2 separate regions of the Mus musculus genome follow, and region 2 is linked to region 1. A link is a contact called in public promoter capture Hi-C data. All regions are on one chromosome and are shown on one strand. The core of a region is the stretch at or near the end of the contact, and the rest is flanking DNA. Distances in the headings are between cores, read along the strand shown.

Region 1 (5,402 bases), core at 965-3,464:
CTGTACACATGCTCTGCCATGGCTTAAGTTTTTCTGAATATCGTGCAATATCTAACACAATGTAAATGTTATATTGAGGCTAGAGAGATAGATGGTTCAATTGTTAAATGCTAGGCAGGCAACCAAAAAATATAAGAATTGTTACATTGTCAAGAAAAGGAAACCTGCACGTGTTCATTACAGATGCAAGATTAGAAGAAATGTTTTTCTTTTTTATTTCTTGTTTAGTTTTGTCCTGGACTCACTTTGTAGACCAGGCTGGCCTTGAACTCAGAGAGATCTGCCTGTCTCTGCCTCCCCAGTGCTGGAATTAAAAGGCGCACACCACCATGCCCAGAGAAAATTAGTTTTCAACTACAGTTGGTTGAGTCCACAGATAAGGAAACTACAGCCATACAGGGTTTGCTGCATCTCATCACACTTTCGTTCTGAATTTACGTTTATAGGGATGAAACTTCAGGAAAGAAAAGACACTTCATAGTGTAGAAACAGGTGCCTTAACACACATCCCAGAACAGACATTTATCCGGAATTCTTAAATATCTGCCCACTAAATTACAAGGAGACACACAAGCCAATAGAAAAATGGATAACACATCCTAATTAGCACTTTATGAGAAAAAACAAGATCTGAAAGTACAATAAACATAAGGTGTTCGAGCTCATTAGTCTTTAGGAAACAACAAATTAAAAACCTTAATATGAGCACACTTCATGGCCAGAAGAATGTCCCAGAAAGCATAAAAGGAGCAAGTGATTCATAGACTGCTTGCTTTCTGCAGGTGCAAACACCCTTCGGAGGATCATTCTAGAAAAATACTGAGAAAATACACACAGCCTCACAGTCAACCAGCAATTTCATCCTTAGACATCTTCATGGAATAAAAATCCATGTACTTAACAGAAGACACATGCAAAAATAGTTTTAGCAGCACGCTCATAATACCCCAAATGGAAAATCATCCAATAATCTGTCTGCCTCAGGCAAGGAAAATGTGGCATAGGCATGGAGTGTGTAAAACTGAAGAAATTGAAAAGAAACGATCCTGGAAGAATGCTGTTTGCTCTTCCAGAGGACCCAGGATCAGTCCCCAGCACCCACACAGCAGTTCACGGCTATTTGTGACTCCAGTTCAAGGGGACCTGGCATGCTCACATAGTCATGCAGGCAAAACACAAATGCACACAAAAATAAATAAATTTTAAAAATGAACATCAATAAAATTCAAAATACATGTATACAATGAGTACAAAAATATGAGATTGAAATAATTTATTGCATCTGTCTTAGTTAGGGTTTCTATCACTGTGATTAAACAAACAAACAAACAAACAAACAAACAAACAAACCATGACCAAATGCAGCTTGGGAAGAGCAAGGCTATCATACAGCTTAAAGTCCATTATCCAGGGAACTCGGCAGGAGCTCAAGTAGGAACATGGAGACAGGGATTGATACAGAGAAGGAATATTGCCAATTTGCTTGCTCTCCTGGCTTTCTCGGTTTTCTATTTATATACTCCCAAACCACTGGTCCAGAAATGACACTACTCACAATGAGTTGATCCTTCCCATCTCCATCATTAATCAAGAAAATGACCACAGGCTTACCTACAGGTGGCAGTTGTGGTTCCCTCTTCCCATATAACTCTAGCTTGACAAAGACAAACAGGGCATATATGTGATTTAATTTTTATAACTCAGAGGGACCCACAAAACTAATTTGCTTTAAAGGGAGACAAGAAATCTTTGTAGTGTGGATTGTGACCAGCAGGGGTCACCAAAGAATCTCTGCAGTCTAGTAAGTTTCTATCCTCTCTCTCTCTCTCTCTCTCTCTCTCTCTCTCTCTCTCTCTCTCTCTCTCTCTCTCTCTCTCTCTCTCTTCTTCTCTCTCTCCTCTCTCTCTCTTCTTCTCTCTCTCCCTCTCTCTCTTCCTCTCTCTCTCCTCTCTCTCTCTCTTCCTCTCTCTCTCTCTTCCTTTCTCTCTCCTCTCCTCTCTCTTCCTCTCTCTCTCTCCCTCTCTCTCTTCCTCTCTCTCTTCCTCTCTCTCTCTCTCTCTCTCTCTCTCTCTCTCTCTCTCTCTCTCTCACACACACACACACACACACGTTCCTTAAATTAGCATTCTGTTCGGCAGACGCTAGGCTCATGAGACACTGTATAATGGCATTCAGTGACAATTCAGCGGAATTGAGATTGGAACAGTGTGAGTCACAGTCTTTGTAAGGTAGAGAATAAAGAAGAAATAAAACCACCTACAGACATATTAGACAGAGACTTTGTGTTCTGGGTAAATCATACTCTTGTGACACACTGAACAGAAAGACAGCATAAAAATTGGACATTTGACAGTTTATATTTAACTATTTCAGTGAGTCCAGCCAAGTAGACAAATTGAACCACAATGGCTAGACACTAATGAATGACATAGTTTCAAAAACAAAACAGAAAAAAAAAAAACACAACCTAAGTTCTTCTGGCCCCAAAACCTTTTAACAGGAGTGGTGGTGTGTGTCAGGCCAGCTGCTGCGTGGAGACTCTGTCCACTAATTGCAAAGTCTAAATGACCTATTAATTTTCATAGACTGAGGTTTCCTGTGTAACTGTATCCACTTCTCTTTCTGATGTTCCAATCGTTCGATCTCTAGAAACAGCTTGTACACCTTCAGGGCCCTGTGCACATCTTCTGGGCTTGAGAGGCAATGCAAGAGTTGTGCGCCTCTGCTCACTATTCTGCAGTCTTCTAGGACCTCCTAAAGGTAATTTAAAGAAATAAGTAGGGAAGGACACAATCTGAGAGGGATTCTTGGCAAAGTGAGGTTGAAATCATTGATGGATAGAGAGAGAATCAGGAGAGACTTTGCATCCTAACAGGTTTTCATATGCAGGCCGAATCACCAGGAAGAGAGGTGTGTGTGTGTGTGTGTGTGTGTTTGTGTGTGTGTGTGTGTGTGTGTGTGTGTATGTGTGTGTGTGTGTGTGTGTGTGTGTGTGTGTGTGTGTGTGTGTGTGTGTGTGTGCATGTGTGCGTGTGTATGTATTTTCAGATAGGGCTCAGAACCCAGGCCAGACATGAACCCTGGACCCTTCTGTGCCCTCCTCCTTGTTGCTAGGATTATAGGTATCTGACACTACAGCTGGCTCTTGAAGAGCAGGAAAGTATAGCTGAAGAAAAGATACAGAGCTGCAAGGGGATTCAGAGCACCCCACAAGAGTAGGTGAGGGGGAGTCCTGTGCATGATCCAGAAGCTGAGCAGAAGTATACAGAGCATAAACCCGTAAAGCTATGGTCAGGGCACTGGGTCTAAGAAACCCTCAACTCTCACGTTCTGGATCCAGCCACAGAGCAGAAAAATCTACTCCTTCCAACTCACCATGATGCTTCATGGTTATAAGTGTGAATCTGGCCAACTGGGCACCCTTGCAGGAGTCAGGTGACAACATCATAGATTGGGGAAAGGCCACTGTAACGAAGGGTGAAATCACAGAGGTTTCCTGAGTTGTTCCACTCACCATCTGACAGCTGGGTACCTCAGGGTACCACGTTCTGTTTGAACAAATGATGTTTGGTGAACCAACTATGGTATATCCAGGATCACATTGAATGGTGATATTTTCCAGTTCAGCATAGATAACTCTCTCCACAGACAGGTTTCCATTTATGACCATTGGTTTGAGACACACACCTTTCATGGCATGCTCGGTTGAGTTTTCTTCTTCAAAGGGGCATCAAATTGAATTAGACAATGAAAATCATGAGAAACGTTGTACATACTTGCAGTCAGGTTCTGCAAAACTTATTAATTTCAATGATAATTATAATAGTCCTGATATCTATTGAGAAAGACTATATGTATCTATCTGTCAATTTTTTCTTACCTTGTAAATTTTATTATTATGCCTCTATGAATTGGTTTCAGTTGTTATTAACATTTTGCCAACAAGGAAACTGAGAACGTTAATAAATTCCTAAATCTCCCTGTAGCTTGCCTTGCATTTCTTTCCACAGCCTTGATCTCATGCATGATGCTAGGGATGCCCCTTTCATTGTCCTCCCCTCTTAATGGTCCAGAGGTCAGAAGAAACAGTGGCCGGTTGCTAGCACAATGGTGAAGGAACCAAGGACAGTGAGAGGCAGTCACATCTCACTCCTCATCTTCGTTCTCTATTAGCTTAGCAACCAGGGGCATCATCAGCTCAGGAAACGAACACGCATGGAAACATGGCGGTCATCATAGAAATTCAGTGCAAGTTTGCAACACTTCATGAGCTATGAACCCTTGAGATTCCTTGGAACCTTGGAAGGAAATAAAGGTTGATGTGGAAAGCTTACCAAGGGCACAAGGAGATTCTCGAATCTAAGTTATCAAGTCTAGTTTCTAAGTACTCTAAAAAGATATCCGATAACTGAGTCACAGTGGCTGCTTCTGGTAATGTGCTACCTATTCTTTTAGGGCTCAGGAGGGGAACCAAAGTTCATTTTTAATGAGTTTTCTTTTGGTCAATTTTTTTAAAGTTTACCATTCCTATTTTAAATATTACCAGATAGATAGATAGATAGATAGATAGATAGATAGATAGATAGATAGATAGGAGATAGATAGGAGATAGGTAATATAGAGAGATAGATATTATATAGATAGATAATAGATTACATAAATAGATAATAGATTACATAGATAATAGATTGCATAGATAGATAATAGATTACATAGGTAGATAATAGATTAGATAGTTAGATACTAGATAGATAGATAGATAGATAGATAGATAGATAGATAGATAGATTGATAGATAGTACAATTTAGGTAGGCTTTGATCAACAGGAAATATTTCTGTTATTTTGTAACTCTGTCTTCCATAAATTGCTAATGAACCTGGTATGACAGTAAGGAGCCAAAGGTATCCAATGAAAAGACATGCAAGACACACAGCAAGTTCAACCAAAACATGCCTTCTGATGCACTCATACATAGATGCCTCACAGTAAGAGGGCATCTGTCTATTATTTTCTGTTGTACTCTGGGGAGTCTACAGAGAAGTAAGCTTACTTAGCTTCTGATTCATGGAAATCTAGAGGAATGGGAGTTTTGTCTGGCTCTGTCATACTTTGGTGGTGAGTGTAAAAGAATAAAGCATCCAGAGAGAGCAGAACAGACAGCTCCCTTCTACTACAGCTCACCCTGGCATAGCAGATCCCTCCCCCAGGACTAACACATAATCTACTCATCCAAAGGGTTCAACTGACCCCTTACTTTATAATGCTACTGCATTAGGGCTCAAACACAGGAACTTTAGTACAGGGGATGTATTTAAATAATACCCTTCCACCTCTGAACTTTAACAAGGTCATGTCACTCACTCCAAAAATGGGACCTCATTCAGTACAAACAGCTACAAA
Region 2 (5,402 bases), core at 2,175-4,674, 330 kb after region 1:
ATGACCAAATGATGGAAGTTTCTACAGTATGGCAAGAGGTAGCCAACTCTGGGAGCAGCATCCACTTCCTTCCTGGAGGTGATGACCTAGGCTGATTCAGGGAGGAGAATGTCAGTGAGCACTCTCTTGGGAGGCATGCAGGAGTATCCTTGTGAGAAACAACATAGCTGGATTCGTATGATGTTGCAAGTGAGTGCTTTTGAACATATGTACGTATGTGTGTATTGGAAAACAACCGTTTCTCATCTATGCCCCATTGGAAGATCAGGTGTCTCTGTATTGGTTAGAGGAGTCATAGACATTCTTTCTTCGCTGGTGGGGAATCATGTAGAGAATGCATCCTTCTAGGACCTGGGATTGTCCCTAGGGCCATAGTGAACTATTAATCTGGTTTGTACCAACATGAATATCACACCCACATATCTATAATCTCAGTTCTAAAGACAAACCTCCCACAATCCATACGAACATAGTATATACCTCTATGAAGTGACTCAGAATTTGGTTGTATTTCTCCATTGCTTCTTCCCCACAATGACATGCCATGTGAGAATGCTGGGAAAAAGACCCAAAGAATAGTAAGTTTTATTTTTACCTTTTAGTGTAAAGGTGATTTGTATGTACCCCTGTGCACCACATTCACGTAGTGCCAGGGAAGGCCAGGAGAGGGTGCTGGGTCCCTGAGACTGGAATTAACGAAGGGTTGTGAGACACCTTGTGGGTGCTGGGAATCAAACCTGGGTTCTCTGCAAGGGCAGCAGCCAGTGCTCTTAACTGTTAAGCCATCTCTCTCCACTTCCAATTTTATTTCAAATTTTGGTCTTTCTGCTCCTGCTATTGGGATAAGCAGAGAGTTCTGTTTCTATAACCCTATAATCCTACAATCACTTCTATAGGAAAGTCTTTTCCTGCTTTATCATTTGGGATTATTTAACTAACCATCAGGTTAATGAGGCAGCTTTTCAGTTTTAAATATGGAGCACAGAGTCTTTTTTAGAAAGAGACAGTGCTCTCCAGTTCCTGTGCCCCACTGGCTTCCTACTCTAGCTCCTGCCTAGAAGACTCCAGAGCAAATCCAGGCCTTTATGGAAAGAATGCAATTCTATAGTCCTGTTCATAACCTAAGATCAATCCCAATAGCCCACTCACCTACCATTTGAGTACAAGGTGCCCTAGTAAGGATGTAGAACTCATTACCTATAGAAAAGAATCTAGGACTGGTGAGATGGCTCAGTGGTTAAGAGCACTGACTGCTGAGTTCAATTCCCAGCAACCACATGGTGGCTCACAACCATCTGTAATGGAATCTGATGCCCTCTTCTGGTGTGTCTAAAGATAGCAACAATGTACTCATATACTAAAATAAATAAATAAATCTTTTTTAAAAAGAAAAAAATCTAGTTTCACAGATATGAGCTAATAATCACAAATACCAAAAAGCCAGCATTTTGTATTTCTTCAAACTTTTTAGGATGCTTTTTTGAATTCAGCATATATTCATTATTTCTAAAAAGTTACTCTTGGGGGGGTGGTTAGCGTTGGTTGGTTGGTTGGTTGGTTGGTTGGTTGGTTGGTTGGTTGGTTTGTTTGGCTTCTTGTTTTCTTTAGTAATTTTGGATTCAATTTCTCTACCCATCCATAGGAAAGAAAAATGAGCCTGGTTGCTAAGGCCTTCCAACTATGTAACCAACACCTTTACTCACACAGACTGAGAGGTCCTTCTTGATGATAAGAAAGGAGTTGGCGAGGCTGCTGATCTTTCTCAGGGTATGGTGGTCAGGGGTCTGGTAGACTTTGAATACCCTGTCCAGATAGAATCTCACTAGATGACGAAGGAAGCAGCACCTATCCAAAGACTGTGAAGGAGACAAGTGTGTCAGTGGGGAGAGCAGGAGACAAGACCAAGCTGTGAAGGAGACAAGTGTGTCAGTGGGGAGAGCAGGAGACCAGACCAGGCTGTGAAGGAGACAAGTGTGTCAGTGGGAAGAGCAGGAGACAAGACCAAGCTGTGAAGGAGACAAGTGTGTCAGTGGGGAGAGCAGGAGACAAGACCAAGCTGTGAAGGAGACAAGTGTGTCAGTGGGAAGAGCAGGAGACAAGACCAGGTTGTGAAGGAGACAAGTGTGTCAGTGGGGAGAGCAGGAGACCAGACCAGGCTGTGAAGGAGACAAGTGTGTCAGTGGGGAGAGCAGGAGACTAGACCAGGCTGTGAAGGAGACAAGTGTGTCAGTGGGAAGAGCAGGAGACCAGACCAGGCTGTGAAGGAGACAAGTGTGTCAGTGGGGAGAGCAGGAGACAAGACCAAGCTGTGAAGGAGACAAGTGTGTCAGTGGGAAGAGCAGGAGACCAGACCAGGCTGTGAAGGAGACAAGTGTGTCAGTGGGAAGAGCAGGAGACAAGACCAGGCTGTGAAGGAGACAAGTGTGTCAGTGGGGAGAGCAGGAGACTAGACCAGGCTGTGAAGGAGACAAGTGTGTCAGTGGGAAGAGCAGGAGACCAGACCAGGCTGTGAAGGAGACAAGTGTGTCAGTGGGGAGAGCAGGAGACAAGACCAAGCTGTGAAGGAGACAAGTGTGTCAGTGGGGAGAGCAGGAGACCAGACCAGGCTGTGAAGGAGACAAGTGTGTCAGTGGGAAGAGCAGGAGACAAGACCAGGTTGTGAAGGAGACAAGTGTGTCAGTGGGAAGAGCAGGAGACCAGACCAGGCTGTGAAGGAGACAAGTGTGTCAGTGGGGAGAGCAGGAGACCAGACCAGGCTGTGAAGGAGACAAGTGTGTCAGTGGGGAGAGCAGGAGACAAGACCAGGCTGATGAGAAAGCTCTGGATTCACCCTCCCTGAGCTCCCCCGGATCAAATCCAGACCTTTATGTCTTTCAAAGACTCAGTCGTCCTTAAAATTCTGATGTCAATATTTGTATCTTCAGCTTGCTAAACAGGAGAAAGGACAAGAAGAGACAGGTCACTGATTTCTGCCAAGGTCTTAGATAGCAAAACTTTTGATCTCTTTCCTGCCGGGGTCTAGTGAGAGGCATTTTGGAACTACCAAGTACAGGCATCTCTTGGAAATGCACTGTCCAGGACTGGAGTCTCTCCATCCTCTGGATTTTCATTAGCATACTACTAAGGATACCCTGAGAAGACAGACAGACAGACAGACAAGACAAGACAGGAAAGATGGATCCCTTCCTTTACATACCACACTATCCCGAATCTCAGAAAATTCCTTTTGTATTGCCTGTAGGTTTGCAGTAATCACACAGCTTCCCAAATGGAGGGTCTTGAGCCCAGTTAAAGGAGTCCAGAGAAGAAAACCCACAGCGGAGAACAGTCCAAAGGCAAGACCAAAGCCTTTCATCTTACACCTAGATCCTGGAGACCAGAAGCGAAAATTCAAAGAGATCAATCAGGGCTATCGATGTCTCCCATCTAGCCACCAGGAATATGCCAGCACCAGCTGCCCACTGGGTGGGAACTGAACAGCTTTCCCCAGCTGCAAGCAGTGCTATGTGTTCACACAACTTCCTAAGAAAAGCTGCTTCAGACAGAAACCTCCCAGTCCCTTCCGGATCTAGGTACTGGGTAGTACCACAGGTCATGGCTCCTTTTATTGGGTCTCCTTCACAGTTCCGCAGTCATTGCCAGCAGAGAAGGCCTGGAGCAGCAAACACTTGCAGTGAACCAACAGAAGATGACATATCAGAAGAAATGTCAAAACATGTTGGAGAGAATTGACGTAGACAACCCCTCCCTCCCTTCAGAAAGCCACTGCAACTCCTTCTGCGGTCCCCTTAGACCTACAGGGGAAAACAGTGTCACAGAAGCTGTGACCATGCCACCAAAAACACCTGCGGGAAAATTGTCTAGATTTTACAGATACCCACAGGGCAAAAGAGCCTAGCTCTATTTGGCATTGTTCTGAGATCAGAGTGGTTAATGGAGCATAAGAGATTCGCTACAGCCCCGATGCCAACAAACAAAATCAATGATTTCATAACAGTCCTTCAGCTGGTGAAAGGCAAGAACTGGTGGCGCTCCGCTTCAGACGGATCCTTCCAGAGGCTCCTGGGACTCCACATTGCCCTCTGCATGGGAGCCTCAGTAAGACACGACTACGGTGGACCCAATAGTAACAGACTTTCTCCCTGGCCTTGTATCTTAGGAGCTGAGAGAATGAACCCCACCAAAAAAAGCAGAAGCACATTTGAGACAGTTCGTGACAGTTTTGCAGTGAGGGTGTTCAGTTAATAGGGAATGGTTATTGAGTTTTAAGATAAAGTTAGAATAGCATAGGATAAGCAAAACGAGGCTCTCGCCTCGACTGCAAAACGACTGCACATTGTGGAATGTCTTTGGAGACTCCATTCTCTGTCAACTCATTGCAAGATCCTGCTGTTCCAGGCCTCACCTGCTGGCGGTAACTGTGGCCCTAGGGTGGGGGCAGAATATTTTAATGCAACAACAAACAAGAACTTTTCCATGGCAAACAATATTAAAATCTTAAATAGGAACAGAATATGGTGGTGTCAGGCCGAGCCATTGAAACAGAAGAAGAACCATATGCCCCTGTGTATGTATTTTCATATTTTAATATGTTTTCTTGAAACTATATGATAAAAATATTATTTGTGGGTGTTCTTCCCTTTTAAAAAAATCAGATAAAATACTGGAAGTCTGAGTGAAATATTTCAACTTTCAGTGCTCCTAGGGAGACACTTAGTCAGTAGCGTGCTTGCTGCACAGACATGAGGACGTGAGTTTAGCACACACCCCCAACCTGTGTGAAAGGCTGGAGCACGCCTGTAGCACGCTGGTAGGGCACAGGCAGGGCCATCCCTGGGCTTGGCTCCCCTGCCTTACCTCATCACTATGCTCCACTTCCCAGTGAGAGCTCCTGTCTCAAAAACAAGAGGGATGACTTCTGAGGAAGGACAACCCCCACATGCCTCCACATGCACATACACACAAACACACATACACACAAACACACATACACACAAACACACATACACACATACACACATACACACAAACACACATATACAAAAACACACATACACACAAACACACATATACACAAACACACATACGCACACATAGTCATTTAGCACTATAATAAGCTTATCTAATGTTTCAATATGTTTGACAGCTTTTAGTGGGTTTGGAGGGAAGAAAACACACACACACACACACATACACACACACACAAAATCTCTGCTCTGCCAGTTCCCACCACCTCAGTCAGTTGATTGCGTTTGCCCAGGACTGAAGGTGTTCACTCAGTTAAAGATATTTTCTCAGTGGGAAGTCACAAATAAACCAAACTGAGTTGGACACCCTATATCTCTCTGAGTTTTATTTTCTTAGCCCAAAAATGGTGATTATCATACTCCAAAACTCATATT

What was found. Promoter capture Hi-C pulls out the DNA fragments that hold promoters and counts their contacts.
Region 2: a contact with region 1 is called in a promoter capture Hi-C map of neural stem cells. The contact joins the promoter of Il20 here to the enhancer-like site in region 1. A contact is called at or near these places in 5 of 39 promoter capture datasets (the C10 cell line, the HPC-7 cell line, hippocampal neurons and 2 more) and 1 of 9 other capture datasets (liver).

What each region holds. Positions count from the first base shown.
Region 1 is chr1:130,574,372-130,579,773 of GRCm38.p6, forward strand. Zp3r (zona pellucida 3 receptor) reads right to left here. Exons shown (of 12, transcript NM_009581.2): 11 at 3,515-3,717; 12 at 2,335-2,754. The coding sequence ends at 2,548. Among named protein-coding and RNA genes, the nearest start is that of Gm23623, 19 kb to the right of the region's middle. Within about 2 kb of position 2,215, at least 12 of the 459 cell types and tissues checked have an H3K27ac peak or open chromatin away from gene starts, as enhancers often do. A contact at or near this core is called in neural stem cells, where this site is marked.
Region 2 is chr1:130,907,872-130,913,273 of GRCm38.p6, forward strand. Il20 (interleukin 20) reads right to left here and starts at 3,425. Exons shown (of 5, transcript NM_021380.2): 1 at 3,197-3,425; 2 at 2,863-2,928; 3 at 1,704-1,856; 4 at 481-555. The coding sequence starts at 3,355.